2 separate regions of the Mus musculus genome follow, and region 2 is linked to region 1. A link is a contact called in public HiChIP or PLAC-seq data. All regions are on one chromosome and are shown on one strand. Each heading gives the region's core, a stretch centred on a gene start, on an enhancer-like site or on the middle of the called end of the contact. The rest is flanking DNA. Distances are from core to core; before and after follow the strand shown.

Region 1 (6,397 bases), core at 2,331-4,830:
ATACTCTGTATAATTAATAACAAATGATAATAAAAAGGCCAGCCTACTTCAAAGAAAGGAATTAATAGAAAAACACAATGTGATACACAATGGCAACATTTTAAATGTGAAACTTGGTGACCATCGGTCCTTTCAGAGTAGGAGGGGTGTTTAATGGGAAGCCTTGGATTTCCAAGTCCTTTTCAATTCACTTATCTTTCTTGGAATTGTCATGATGCTTGAGACCACTTCTTCCTTCACTGGCAGAGTCCTCTGTATATATTTCTACAATTGATGTTATTTTCTCCACCGGTGAATTGAGCCAATCCAAGACTGATGAAAATATATACAAACACAGGTTTATTGGGTAAATTCACTGGGCCCAAGAAAAGAGGCCAGGGAAGTCTCTATGGGGAGGGAGACAGAGAGTGATTTGAGAGAAAGTGCAGGTGCAGAGAGAAGGAAAAAGTGGGGAGAGAGACCAAAATGTCTGTATTATATCTAGAAGAGCCCTTGGGGGAAGGGTAGTCCAGTCTAGGGTAGAAGGTGGAGTATGCCAGCTAGGAACTGAAGGATGCTGGGAGAACATGGTGGCTAGGTCTGCTTTGGTATGTAAAAATATGCACCTCAGCTGTTTGTTCTGGGGGTCTGAAACCCAACAATTGCTCTGATTCCAGTGTTTGTAGCCCACTTACTTTCTTGCTGGTGGTAATGGAAGTTGCCTGTACTCCTGCAATACTTGGCAAATTAAACATTGAACAAAGAGACAAGAGAAAAAAAAAGGAATATTTCTATTTCCAGCACCTTCAGCTGCAAGCTGAGAGGCCAAAAAGGTCAGTAGGATTCAGAAAGCCAGTGTAATGACTGAGGAACGAATGTACACTTTAGAATGACGATAGACTGTGGTCGTCCAGAATAGTAGATGTCGGTTTATAAACACTCTGACCCAACAGCTTTTATCCATGGGAGATAGAGGTGCCTCTGGAAGAGACCCTGGTTTTTTGTTTGTTTGTTTTTTCCTTTTCCTTTTTAGCTTTGAGGATCCAGTGTGTAGCTTGTCAGCTTTTGTCTTTCTCATTATTGCATACTCACAGGATCCTCATTTTGATTTCCATACTTGCTCTCAGTTGGCTGTCAACAATTCCCTAATTAGTTATTGATACTTAATTGATGACTCTTCCTCAAAACAAACTCATTTTTCACAGGGGACCGTGAATTATTATTGTAGCTAATTGAAAAGAATGAAATGATCACAGTGGAATTATGGATGGAAATAGAAAATGCCCTAAAATCTTAACCATTTAGTCAACTGTCTGCTTTTCCTTACAAGTTCACTGTGGCAACAAAACAAAATTTCAGAACCATGGCATCCAATCTGTACCAGGCAGAGATCAGTGAATGAACTCTCTGATCTATCTGCCAGGCTCAAATCCTAGGATTTATTTATTTATAGACAGGGTTTCTCTGTGTAGCCCTGGTTGTCCTGGAACTCACTCTGTAGACCAGGCTGGCCTTGAAGTCAGAGGTCTTCCTGCCTCTGCCTCCCAAGCACTGGGACTAAAGGTATGCATCTCCATTGCTAGGACTTTTACTTACTAGTGTGTAACCCCAGGAAAATAATAAAACCTCTTCTTATCTACAAAATACAGCTATATTTCCTATCTCATCCGGACGTTGTGTTCAAGTTGATAATCCATGTCAAACAGCACAGGCCTGGTTCCCCACTGGGGTTGAATAAATGCTATCATTGTTCCATTCTTGCACTGGAATGTCCTAATTTCCTCAGAGAGGCACAGATAACTTGACCTACAACCATTTATTTTGTAGGAAAGATGTATCACCCTGTAGTGGAGAGAGAACTGTTCAAGCTAAGACCCACTTGCTGTATCTGTTGGGCCTTATTCTGGATCTGCATATCTCTGTAAAATGGAGAAAGGCAGGCCTTTACAGAGAGGCAAACAAGCATGCTTCTATCTACCAGAGAGGAAAACTACTGCTGACTCGGGTTGGGGCTGGATATTAGAAAATAGAGTGGTATGAGTTACAGTCAACAGAGCTTTGCTACTCAAGAGGGTGGTGTGTTTCCTCACAGAAATTTCAGGATCTGCCCTAGATCTACATCTGCATTTTAATCAGAATCTGCATTGTTAAAAATCTTTAGGACTGGTAAACACAGGAAGTTTGTAACCAGGTCAAACTTAATCATTAAAAAAAATGTTATGGAACTCCAACAGTGGTGTCCCAGCACTTGGGAGGCAGACACAGGCAGATCTCTTTGAGTTTGAGGCCAGTTTCATCCACAGAGCTAGTTCCAGGACAGCAAGGGCTACACAAGGAAATTTTATCAAAAAAGGAAACAAAACAAAAATGTTTTGGAGATGAAATATTATGGCTTAGTGTTTAACAGCACTCACTGCTCTTACAGAGGACCCAGGCAGCAGAATCAGGAACTATAGGCCAGCCTGGGTTTTATGAATCCCTGTTTCAAAAAAAAAAAAAAAGTGGGAAAAAATGGTGAAAAAAGTCAATAAACGGGCTGGAGAGATGGCTCAGTGGTTAAGAGCACTGACTGCTCTTCTGAAGGTCCTGAATTCAAGTCCCAGCAACCACATGGTGGCTCACAACCATCCATAAGGAGATGAGATGTGACACCCTCTTCTGATGTGTCTGAAGACAGCTAAAGTGTACTTACATATAACTTTCTTTTTGAGAGAGATTCCTTCATCACACGTTGGGGCTCTGGGAATGAGAGTCTGTAGTAAAGTCTAAGTTTAGATTGCTTAGAACAGTAGTAATTCCTGTGCTGTCAGGTGCTCAAGTTGTTTGCTCAACTCTCTGTCTTCTGACAAGCAAACTTAACTCTTCTTGTAGACAAGTGAGGCCCACTGATCCAAGTCCAGACACTAGGCAAGTGGTGGTGGCAGATATACCCACTAGGAAAAAGACTATCACTAACTGTTAGAACCAGCACTAGTCTGGTAACCACACTTAAAACACCATTAGCTCCAATGCTTAATGACTGTTTTCCATTTCTCTAGGCCCCTCCCTATTTCCTGGCTGCTCTGGGGACAGCCGGCTTTTCCTTCTCTTGGACACAGAAGCCTCAGACTAGTTTCAGAACGGATATCCGGCCCGAAAGGCCCAGAGGAGGCAAAGGCCTCATTGTTCCCTGGGACCTGGCAGCCCCGCCCCCAGCTCTTAGGACTCTCCTCGAAAGACTCCAGGTGACCGGACAGCTAATTTCCCAGCATTAGAAGTTTTGGGGAAAGAGGAGCTGGGACCAGATCTGGAGTCCGAGGTTCTGAAAGTGTAAGGAGCCAAGTGCTCCAAGATAAACAAGCCTGGAATTTGAATGCCTTTTCATGCTGGCTTGGCTTGTTACTCATCAACATTTCCACAGAAGATTCGATTTCTTATGTGTTTTTAGTAATTCGACTACAATATGTTTGGTTATAATGAAAATCTTGGGGTTTTGGGCTCCCGGGCTTGCAAAGTGAAGCTGCTCTGTGCGTGGGGATCCCGAGAGTCCCAGGCGCCTGCCTTCTGGTTCCCATAGACGCGCCGTCGCCAGGGGGCGCGCATACTTCGTGCCTAGAGATCAGCGGCCGCCAGGTCGCCCCGGGCTGGCCGAACCCCTTGCTGCCCGGAAACAAAGTGCACCTTTGTCAGAGACCTGGCGCGTGTGAGCGGCAGACGGCGGGCCGCGCGGAACCCCAGGAGCGCGCCTTCGCTCGGGTCTCAGCTCACTCCTGGGCCTCCCACAGCAGCGTTCTGCCGCCTTGGCTTGTGCTTTCCGCTTTCTCGGATCTTGGCGGGACAGGAAAGGGACTCTGCGCTCCAGGAGTGGGGGTTTCGTTTTGGCTGAGTCGTTTTTGACTCCTGCCGGCGAGGCTGGGCCGCCTGGGCTCAGCGCCATACCGGCAGCAGTCCTGCTCCACAGTCCCGGTGCAATAGAGCCCTCGCCCCGTCAGACGCGGGACTACAATTCCCAGCACTCCTCGCGTTCAGAGCGCGCGGTGGGAGTTGCCTCCGGGCAGACGCCTGCGCGCTGCAGCGGCTCGAGCCTGGAGTACCACACCCCCGGGAGGGGAACGAGGGGAGGCTGAAGCATCCGAAGCATTAAAGCATCCGAGGGAGCCGGAGGGGAGGAGAATGGAGTGACAGAGACGCGCGGAGGGTGGGGGGTGGGGGGGAAAGTGTTGAGGGAGGGGGGAGGGGGGACACAGAGGGAGGAAGAAGCGGCGGCGGCGTCTCTTCGGTGCAGAGGGGGAAACTCCGCGGGCTCCGAGAAAGAATAATGCGGTAGCAGGCAGGCTGCTTGCTCTGGGGTTTGGCAGCAGCGGCGGCAGCTCGAGCAGTGGCAGCGGCAGCGGCATCACCCCAGACGCTGACAGCACAGCCGGCCGGCTCCCTCGCTGACTGCCGACTGTCAATGGAGCTGGAAAACATCGTGGCCAACACGGTCTTGCTGAAAGCCCGGGAAGGTAAGCTCGGGTGGTCCGGTGCGTGCACGGCGCGTTTGCCGCGGGCCGGGGTGCGGGTGTCGGGTGACAAGCGGGCGTGCAGGATGCTCACAGTGAGTTGGTGCGAGTGGTACAGCTTGGAGATCTGTCTGCAAATATTGAGAGACTTCTGAGCCTTGGGCTCAGAAGATAGGGACCGGGGCAAAGACAGTTGCAGGGACGAGTTAAGATGCTAAAATATCCTCTAGTTTCCAACTGAACCTTAGAAATCGTTCGATCTCCGCAGCTGTTGAAAGGGCAGTTGGAAAAGCATTCTTTTAGGAGATAGAAGCAAGAAAACGTGCCAATAAAACAGTCTTTAGAGTTGGCCCGGGATGGTTTTAAGAATGTGAAAAAACTCTCTCCTCTCTCTCTTTCTCCTCTCTCCTCTGTCTCTTCTCTTTCTCCTCTCCTCTGTTTCTTCTCTTCCAATCCTCTTCTCTCTCTCTCTCTCTCTCTCTCTCTCTCTCTCTCTCTCTCTCTCTCTCTCTCTCTCTCTCTCTCTCTCTCTCTCTCGTGTATGTGTGTGTGTGTGTGTGTGTGTGTGTGTGTGTGTGTGTGTTGTGGGATTGGAATTAGCAAAAACCAAGTCTTTGCTTGCGCAGGCTGAGTTGATAAAGACTATTGGTGGAAATCATCCTCTGGGAAATTTTCTTAGGGAAATCCCGTCGTTGTGTGGAAGGAAGCCTTTTAAAGGCAAAGTAAGATGTTGAGGAATTAGCCAGTTTATAGAATAATGAAAGGGCGGCTTTACAAGTCACTGAGAAAATAATTTAAATTTTTTTAGGGTGGATTGTTGTTATTAACCACCCCAGCTCCCACCCTGAGGTAGATAAGGCTTAGTTATAGACAAGTGTGCTGCTGTGTTTTGTATGCATCTCACTAAATTTCTGCATTTAGCTGTCAGGAATAGGTAAGATCCTTAGTAATACCCAGTACCAGGCATTTTGATTTTTGATTTTTGATTTGAAAAAGTATTTGGGGTGACAGAAACTTCGATGTCCAAAAAGGTTTGTGTTACATGAATGTAAACATACATATTTAGGAAAACTTGGAATTTATGTAACATCGCATTTGCCAAGATTTGGATTCTGGTGTGCAACCATTCTATAAGAAGGGGGAGGGTTTGTTGTTGTTGTTGTTGTTTTCCTGTCCTGGGAGAAAATTGTATTTGATATCCAGGGCAGACAGAGTAAGTTTTTTCCCTTCAGAAGGATTCTCTGCAAGTAGCCCGGGAAAATGCCATCCCTACTTCATAATGTTTTCATTCAGCCACTTTGATGAATGAAGGAAGATTTTCTGGCCAGCAATAAAACAACTCATGTTTATCCAGCCCATTCCACCACCTTGTGGCTCAGTACATGGTGTGTGGTGGTATACAACCCACCTTGTGCTATATTTCAGCAACTCATCTTGACACTTTGAGGTCACTTGTCATCCTAAAACAGCCACCTGGAAGGCTTGTTTTGGAAGTCCCCAAAGGAGGAAATGCTCTGAAATCTGAGTAGAGTTTCAGATATTTAGGTCTCCCTCCTCTACTGCCCTTTCCCCTAACTTATTTAGAGGTGGGACTAAAGTTTTTGTCCCCTCACCTCCACTAACCTGATATTTTTAGTGAAGTAATACTAGGTGTAGAGTAGGCAGTTCTTCACTGGGATGGGGACAGTGTCTGGAGGTGAAGAAGAAAGCTCCTGCCTGCAAGCTTTGCAGCCTGCCACCTAGTGGTGGGACACAATGGTACATCTCAGGACTCCAGGTTGGGCAAATTGTCTATTAATTCTAAAATTATTTCTTGGGAAATCTCTGGGTATGATTCTATGGGAATCTCTGGGCATGGAGGCCTTTGTATGTTCCACTGATTTATTCTGTTTCCCGGGAGTTAGCTCCTTTGGATTCTCTATGCTATACATTTATTT
Region 2 (6,397 bases), core at 1,860-4,359, 130 kb after region 1:
TGGAGAAAGTGTCACTGTGGGGATGGGCTTTGAGACCTTCTCCTAGCTGCTTGAAAGAGCCAGTCTTCTCTTAGCTGCTTTCTGGTCAAGATGTAAAACTCTTGGCTCCTCTAGTACCATGCCTGCCTGGACGGTACCATGATGATAATGGACTGAACCTCAAAACCAGTAAGCCAGCCCCAATTAGAGTTGCCTTGGTCATGGTATCTCTTTACAGCAATGGAAACCTTATCTAAGACAGTATCTTCCCATAGACAACTGAAGGCTACACGAGACAAGTATGTGGTGTCTAGGATGGTATTTAACATACAGCAAAGTAGCTCTGTTTTTGTTACCTACTATTGCTTCAGTTTTATTTTATTATCATTATTTTATATACCTGGTAGCAAAATAGGAAGGCCACTGTCTGACCTAAACCTTTCTCTTTCCTAAAAGTAGCTCTGACAAAAAATCTTTATTTAAATTCTGACAACAGAGACTGAAGAGGTGGCTTCATCAATACAAGCATGAGGATCTGAATTTAGATCTCCAGCACCCATGCAGGAGGCTAGATGCATTAGTACATGTCCCTATTCCTGACACCAAGGAGACATTGAGGAGGCAGAACTAGATGGACCCCTGGAGCTTTCTGGTTGGCCAGTCTAGGTGAATTGGTGAGCTCCAAGTTCAATGAGAATGTATTAGAAAATACAGTGGACAGTGATTGAGGAAGAAACCCAGCATTGGCTTCTGGATTTCACACACATGCTCATTCACATGTATGTGTACTCTCACACATACATTACATACACACATGTACTTGCTTATGCACACACAGTCCCAACATCAACAGGTGACATCTCTAAGCAATATCTAAGTCTAGATACCTGCTCCCCTGTACTAGATCCTGGTAAAACACCGTCTTCCTCTGATCTCTATCTGAAACAGACATTGGGTAAACTCTTATGCCTGTGAGCACACCTCTATTTCCCTCTTTAGCATTTACAACTCCTCATTAGACTAAAGCCAGGCTAATCACAGGTGGAAGGCTTGAAAGAAGGATTTGATGTAGTTTGATATTTGCCAAACTATACCAAAGATCAGGGTTATATTCCAACGGGTCAAACCCATGATGGCTTGGAGGAAGAAATAGAGGAGGGTCCTTCTGTATTTTTTTCTCTGCATACCAAGAATGAGAACTGAAGAGCAGATTGAGTTTCCTGCTAAGACTGGTGTCTTTGCACCAGGTTGAGAAAGAGTCTTGGGTACTGATTGGTGAAATGCCTGCCATGAATACACAGGCTAAGACTGAATTTTTCATTGGGAATCATGTTGAAGGAAATCATGTGAGGACTAAGAAATTGCTAACCTAGAGACATTAGGACTTTGGGGAGACTATTATTACTACACCTTCCCAGGAATTCACTTCTCAAGCTACATTTGGCTGCATAGCTGTTAGCCTTACTATACCCTGGCCAGTGGTCCAGGAAGAAGCAGGGATACCTGGTCAGAGTTGGGGATTCTGTAGCTCTGATTGGTACTGAGAGTCTAGCAAGTCATCTGGTCTTCCTTTGTTGCTGTTGAATGGGAGGCATATTACTAACAATTAACTATCACCTAGTGCTTTTGGGTGATCCTCATTTCCAGTATGTTGACCATAGAGGGATGTCCAGGGAATGGCCTGAGATTTGGAAGTAGCATTGTTGCTTCCATTAGTTTGCTGCTCCATAGCTCATTATTTTTGTGCATACACCCATTCTGCTGCTTGGGCCAAGTGCTGCCGTAGGTACACAGTAGTGAGCCAGACCTTATAGGGAATTTAGTGTTGGAACCACCTGGTAAACTTCCACAAAACATCCATTCTACCCCAGTGTTGATATAGTCTGTCTGGGAGTGGCCTGGATAGTGACTCTCCTAAAACTTTACAGGTCTGAGAGAAAACAAACAAATAAACAACCAAGTGAAAGAATGCCCGAGTAAAGGGATGGCATCCCTAGGATGGTTGCAGCAGGGCCCCAGCATGGAGAGCATCATTTACTCTAAGCCAGGCTGTCCTTGGTTGCTCTGTGGCAGGCCTGGACTTAGATCACTGGGAAGTTCTGCCTCGCTTGCGAAGTAAAACAGAGTTCTGAGCACCACCCGTTTTTTTACCCCCTGCACAAAACTGGATGACTGACAGTCACAGATCTTTGCTTTCCAGGCTCTTCATTTGTGAAAATTTCAACATTTGTAAAATTTAAAATTTGTGAAAGTTTATTAAAATAGAAGCGAGCATAGGGTTTGCATTTATGTTTCCTACTTGCTCCCAGCATTCAGAAGCAGCAGCACTGATATTCCAGGTGACTTTTCTGCTGCAGGGTATCATGTCCTCTGAGTAGTGTGCAGAAGTGAGGTTTTCAGTCACAGAGATGCTTTGGAGCAGATGAGAGCAGTTCAAGTCCAGTGCTTCCTCTCCTTTTAGAATTGGTAAGTTAGAGTCAGACCTGGAACCCAGTTCCTGACTCTGTCTCCAGCTCTTCCTAGGATTCTGGGTCCTTCTCCCCTAACTGGTCCTCCCATCTCCCTCACCCTACCCCTTAATTTACTAGTTCTTCATTCCATTCCTACTGTGAGACTATATCTGCTTTTTGTACTTTAGGAATGAGAAGGAGGTCATTGCCTGACTGAGGTTAGGGTACTTTGTAGGGGGCCATAGTATGAATACCATATCTCCACACTCTGACAATCTCAGCCTTAGCCCCTTCCTGGACTTCCAGATACCTTTCTGATGCACTTTGAGGGTCACCCAAAAGCACCCTGCCCCTGCAACCCATGGAACCTAAATCTTCTTTCTTCAAAGCTACAGGCATGCACTCTTCTTTCCCTCCTACTGGCAACCTGGGCTCCAAAAAAAAAAAAAAAAAATGGCTTTGACATGTGACTTCTCTAAGTGCCACCAACTGTGTAAAACCTGGGCTTTCTATTTATGATATTCCCAAGATATGTGACAAGCACAAGGCACTGGTAAAACTAGAGACCAGAATGAGGGGGGAAAGAGGCACAGGAAGATGGCATTTGGTGAGGGTGTGTTTGTGTAATGTGCCATATGTCATTTTTATTCATATACAACATCATTCTTGAAGTAATCAGAACCAGCTCAGCTGTTGCTAACTAAATACCAAATGTTTCCCTTTTCCTGCTCCTTCCAGGGGGCAGACTGTGAGGAACTGCCCTTACTCAGGACGCTATCACTCCTCTCTAACGTCACAGACTATTTTTCCTCAGAGCAAAAGCCAGACTGCTTTTTCCAGCTTTGGCAGGAACATTTGAGAGAAAGTTGATTTCAAATCACCTTCTCTGTTTATTGTATCAGATCTGGAATGTGGCAGAATGGAGGCTTGTGGACTTTAATTCAGTCTCCACATGGGTTTCCTATATTGTCTTAGGGACCATGAAGAACTTGTTTCCTTGCCAATAACCTGGTGTTTCAGGGAAATACAGTTAAATAGAGTACAATGACATGGGTATCTATCTGGTGGAGAAATGGCAGCAGGAATCCTTTTTGGGGGCCTCCCCATCTCCACCCCCAGTTTACTATAACATGTGGTTTCATTTCAGAGGGCTCCGGTGTTAGCATTTCCATTTCCTCAGGAAGCCACATTTCATTCTTGTTCTTATTCCTGAAATGGAACCTACATTTTCCTTGGCTCAAGTTCAAGGAGTGCCTGGGGCAACAATGAAAACAGTCCTAAGCAGGTTCCAGTCATGGTCACCCCTCCCTACACTGCCACCCATGGATGTTCCATGTTTGCTATAGAAGGATTGCGGCCAAGACTCCAAAAGCCCCAGGGGGCGGGGTGGGTATTGGGTGGTCAGTGTTGAACTCAGGTCTTGTGGATATCAGAGGGGAGCTCTGGTGTCCTCTGTGTCTGTGTTCTGGCCTTCTGTTGGGGAGATCTGCTTGCCCACTAAGTGCCCACATACCACAGAGTCTTAATTAAGAAAGTATGTTCCCATTTCACGTAACTGGGAAAGAATGAAAACAATGACAACATTTATTTATCTTCACTATCAATATCATTACTGTTTCTGAGTCTTAAAGGAATTAACTTCTTAACCGCAGGCATGAGCTATTGAGAGACATGTGGCTTCATTCAGAGTGAGGGTCTCCATGCAAGGGAAAGCTGGTAATAGATCCAAGCCCTCCCAGAGCTTGAATCCAGTGGCTCAAGGACAGAAAAGCAACTCAGCTTGAGAGCCCGTTGTCAGGGTGTCAAGCCTTTTTACATTGGTTCTATTTACTTACCTTTCAGAGACTTCAATGCAATAAAAGCCTTCATTTCTATCATCTGTCATCCTGGCTGCTATTCACACAAGACAGACCATATGCTGGGACTGGGTGGGGTGCTCTTATGTGTTAGTGTCAGCAGTTCATGGGGCAGCTGAGCCTCTGGAATGGGATTTACCCAAGACAAACTCATTACCCAGAGCCACTTGCTGACTGTTAGCATTATTTCTGTGGGTAGTTGGGTAATCCTGTTATATAGAGGGGATATCTCAGGCATTGTGGTCTCTATACACTACTATAAATTGTAACCACCTGCTGTGAAAGACAGCCATGATATAGATTTGGCAAAATCCACACCCAGCTGAGGATATCCATACGCTGAGCCGAAGGATACAGGTAGGACTCAGATCCCAACATCATGAGCTCTGTAGGAGTTCTTGCCCAGTCATGCAGCCCCGTCTGCCTCTGGGATGCAAGAAGGGTAGGATGTTTGGCTATTTCCAAGATGGTGTACTAATCATCAGTGAAAACATACTTTCTAGAATCTCTGTGCAGATCCAGCTTTGAGTGGAAGGGGAAGCAGTGCTTAATTGTGCATAGGCTTTCATTTTCAGTCATCCAAATACTGTTCAGGGCTGAAAGGCTTATTAGTCAGCCTATTTTTGTTGTAATAAACTGAAATTTAAAACAAATGAGCTTAAGGGTAAAAGGGAATCTGTTGGTTCATGTAACAAACAAACAAACAAACACAAAAAAAACAGGAATAAAACCTATGGCTTTGGATATGGCTGGATATAGACGTTGGTTGTTATATGGGACACTGCTCGCTCAACTTGCTGTGACTGCACCTTCATTCTTTGTTGTTGTTGTTTCATTTTATAACTACAAACTAGGCACCAGCAGCTTTGGGTTAATGTATTGCTAAGCCCTTAAGATTGCGAGAGAAGAAACTCTAATATGGTGGTGAACACCTTTAATCCTAGCACTCAGGAGGTAGAGGCAGGTGGATCTCTGAGTTGGAGGCCAGTCTGATCTACAGAGTAAGGTCCGGGACAGCCAGGGCAACACAGAGAAATCATGTCTCAACAAATAAGCAAACAAACAAAAAATCAAACCAGATAGATCTTTCTGAAAAAGACCAAATGGTTCCTTTCAGAAGCACAGATAATTTTGCTGCTTCTAATCTTGGTAACTGTAGACATGCTTTATTCCTCACAGCCAGTTCATTCTAGGCAGTCAGGTATTAACAGGCTTGCTAGTGGTGTGAGTTTATATATGTGTGTCCATCCGTGATGGGCTAGAAATTTAGGAATGTCCCCTTAGAAGAGGGGAACTGTTCCAAACTGGGACAGTATGCTCAAACACAGATCTGGATCCCACCTGGAAATTTTAGATCCAGTTCATCTGAAGGAGCCTGGGGAACTCTAGTTCCTGGATGATGCAGACATGTCCCTGCTTGGAGCCCTCGAGTGAGTCCATAGTTAGGACTTTCTCATTTTATGGCTGAAGAAACAAGCTTGTGTCAGGAGCCATTTAGGAAAGGCTAAAGTCATACAAGTGTCATTCTGGAGAAGACACATCATATTGCATGGTCTGCATAATTTTGAATTACAAGGCTTTCAGAATCCTCATCTCAAGATTGATTCTTGCAACTGATATGCCTTTCCTGTCATTATTAAATTAATATAAAAATTTCTGGGCACTAGCCCACCCTACTGCACATTTTTTGTAGATCAACGAAGATGTACTGTAGTGTAGTAATGCTATGTAGACAAATAGATGAGTTCTTTCTTTCTTTTTTAAAGTAGGGAAATCTGTTTTATTCCTTAGCCTCTTCTCTTTGCTCTGCCCCCTCCATTGTTTGAACAGTCATCACCACACAAAGGAACCTCCCAGCTCCTCTCCCAGCACACTATCCTGTGGTAGGGAATCCTTCCCAGGTGCTAAGGCAGCAGCTGCACTGGCACCTAAGGCAGTACTGATGATGGATGCATTTTTTTCTCTGTGGCTTCTGCCCCCTGCTTCTTGTTCCCACATTGAAATCAATAGAAGATTTCTTAACTCCTAATAATGATAGTATAAGTTTAGTAAATTTATACAAGTAATTTTGAGCCCCCTAAGTATGAAGGCTGCAATTAGGGCTCTATAAAC

What was found. HiChIP or PLAC-seq counts read pairs in DNA pulled down with a chosen protein or histone mark.
Region 2: an H3K27ac HiChIP or PLAC-seq map of heart atrium shows a contact between it and region 1, with 8 read pairs. The contact joins the enhancer-like site here to the promoter of Grk5 in region 1. A contact is called at or near these places in 9 of 39 promoter capture datasets (the C10 cell line, the HPC-7 cell line, cranial neural crest and 5 more), 1 of 15 datasets of contacts at CTCF or cohesin (CD8 T cells), 3 of 484 Hi-C or Micro-C datasets (bone marrow-derived macrophages and cortical neurons), 17 of 115 datasets of contacts at active chromatin or transcription factors (the 230-238 cell line, acute myeloid leukemia, bone marrow-derived macrophages and 12 more) and 3 of 9 other capture datasets (adipose tissue, liver and pancreatic islet).

The regions. Positions count from the first base shown.
Region 1 is chr19:60,886,169-60,892,565 of GRCm38.p6, forward strand. Grk5 (G protein-coupled receptor kinase 5) reads left to right here and starts at 3,581. Exons shown (of 16, transcript NM_018869.3): 1 at 3,581-4,463. The coding sequence starts at 4,412.
Region 2 is chr19:61,018,607-61,025,003 of GRCm38.p6, forward strand. The region is part of intron 2 of Grk5 (G protein-coupled receptor kinase 5); the gene reads left to right. Among named protein-coding and RNA genes, the nearest start is that of Gm22520, 8.3 kb to the left of the region's middle. Within about 2 kb of position 3,110, at least 22 of the 459 cell types and tissues checked have an H3K27ac peak or open chromatin away from gene starts, as enhancers often do. A contact at or near this core is called in heart atrium and pancreatic islet, where this site is marked.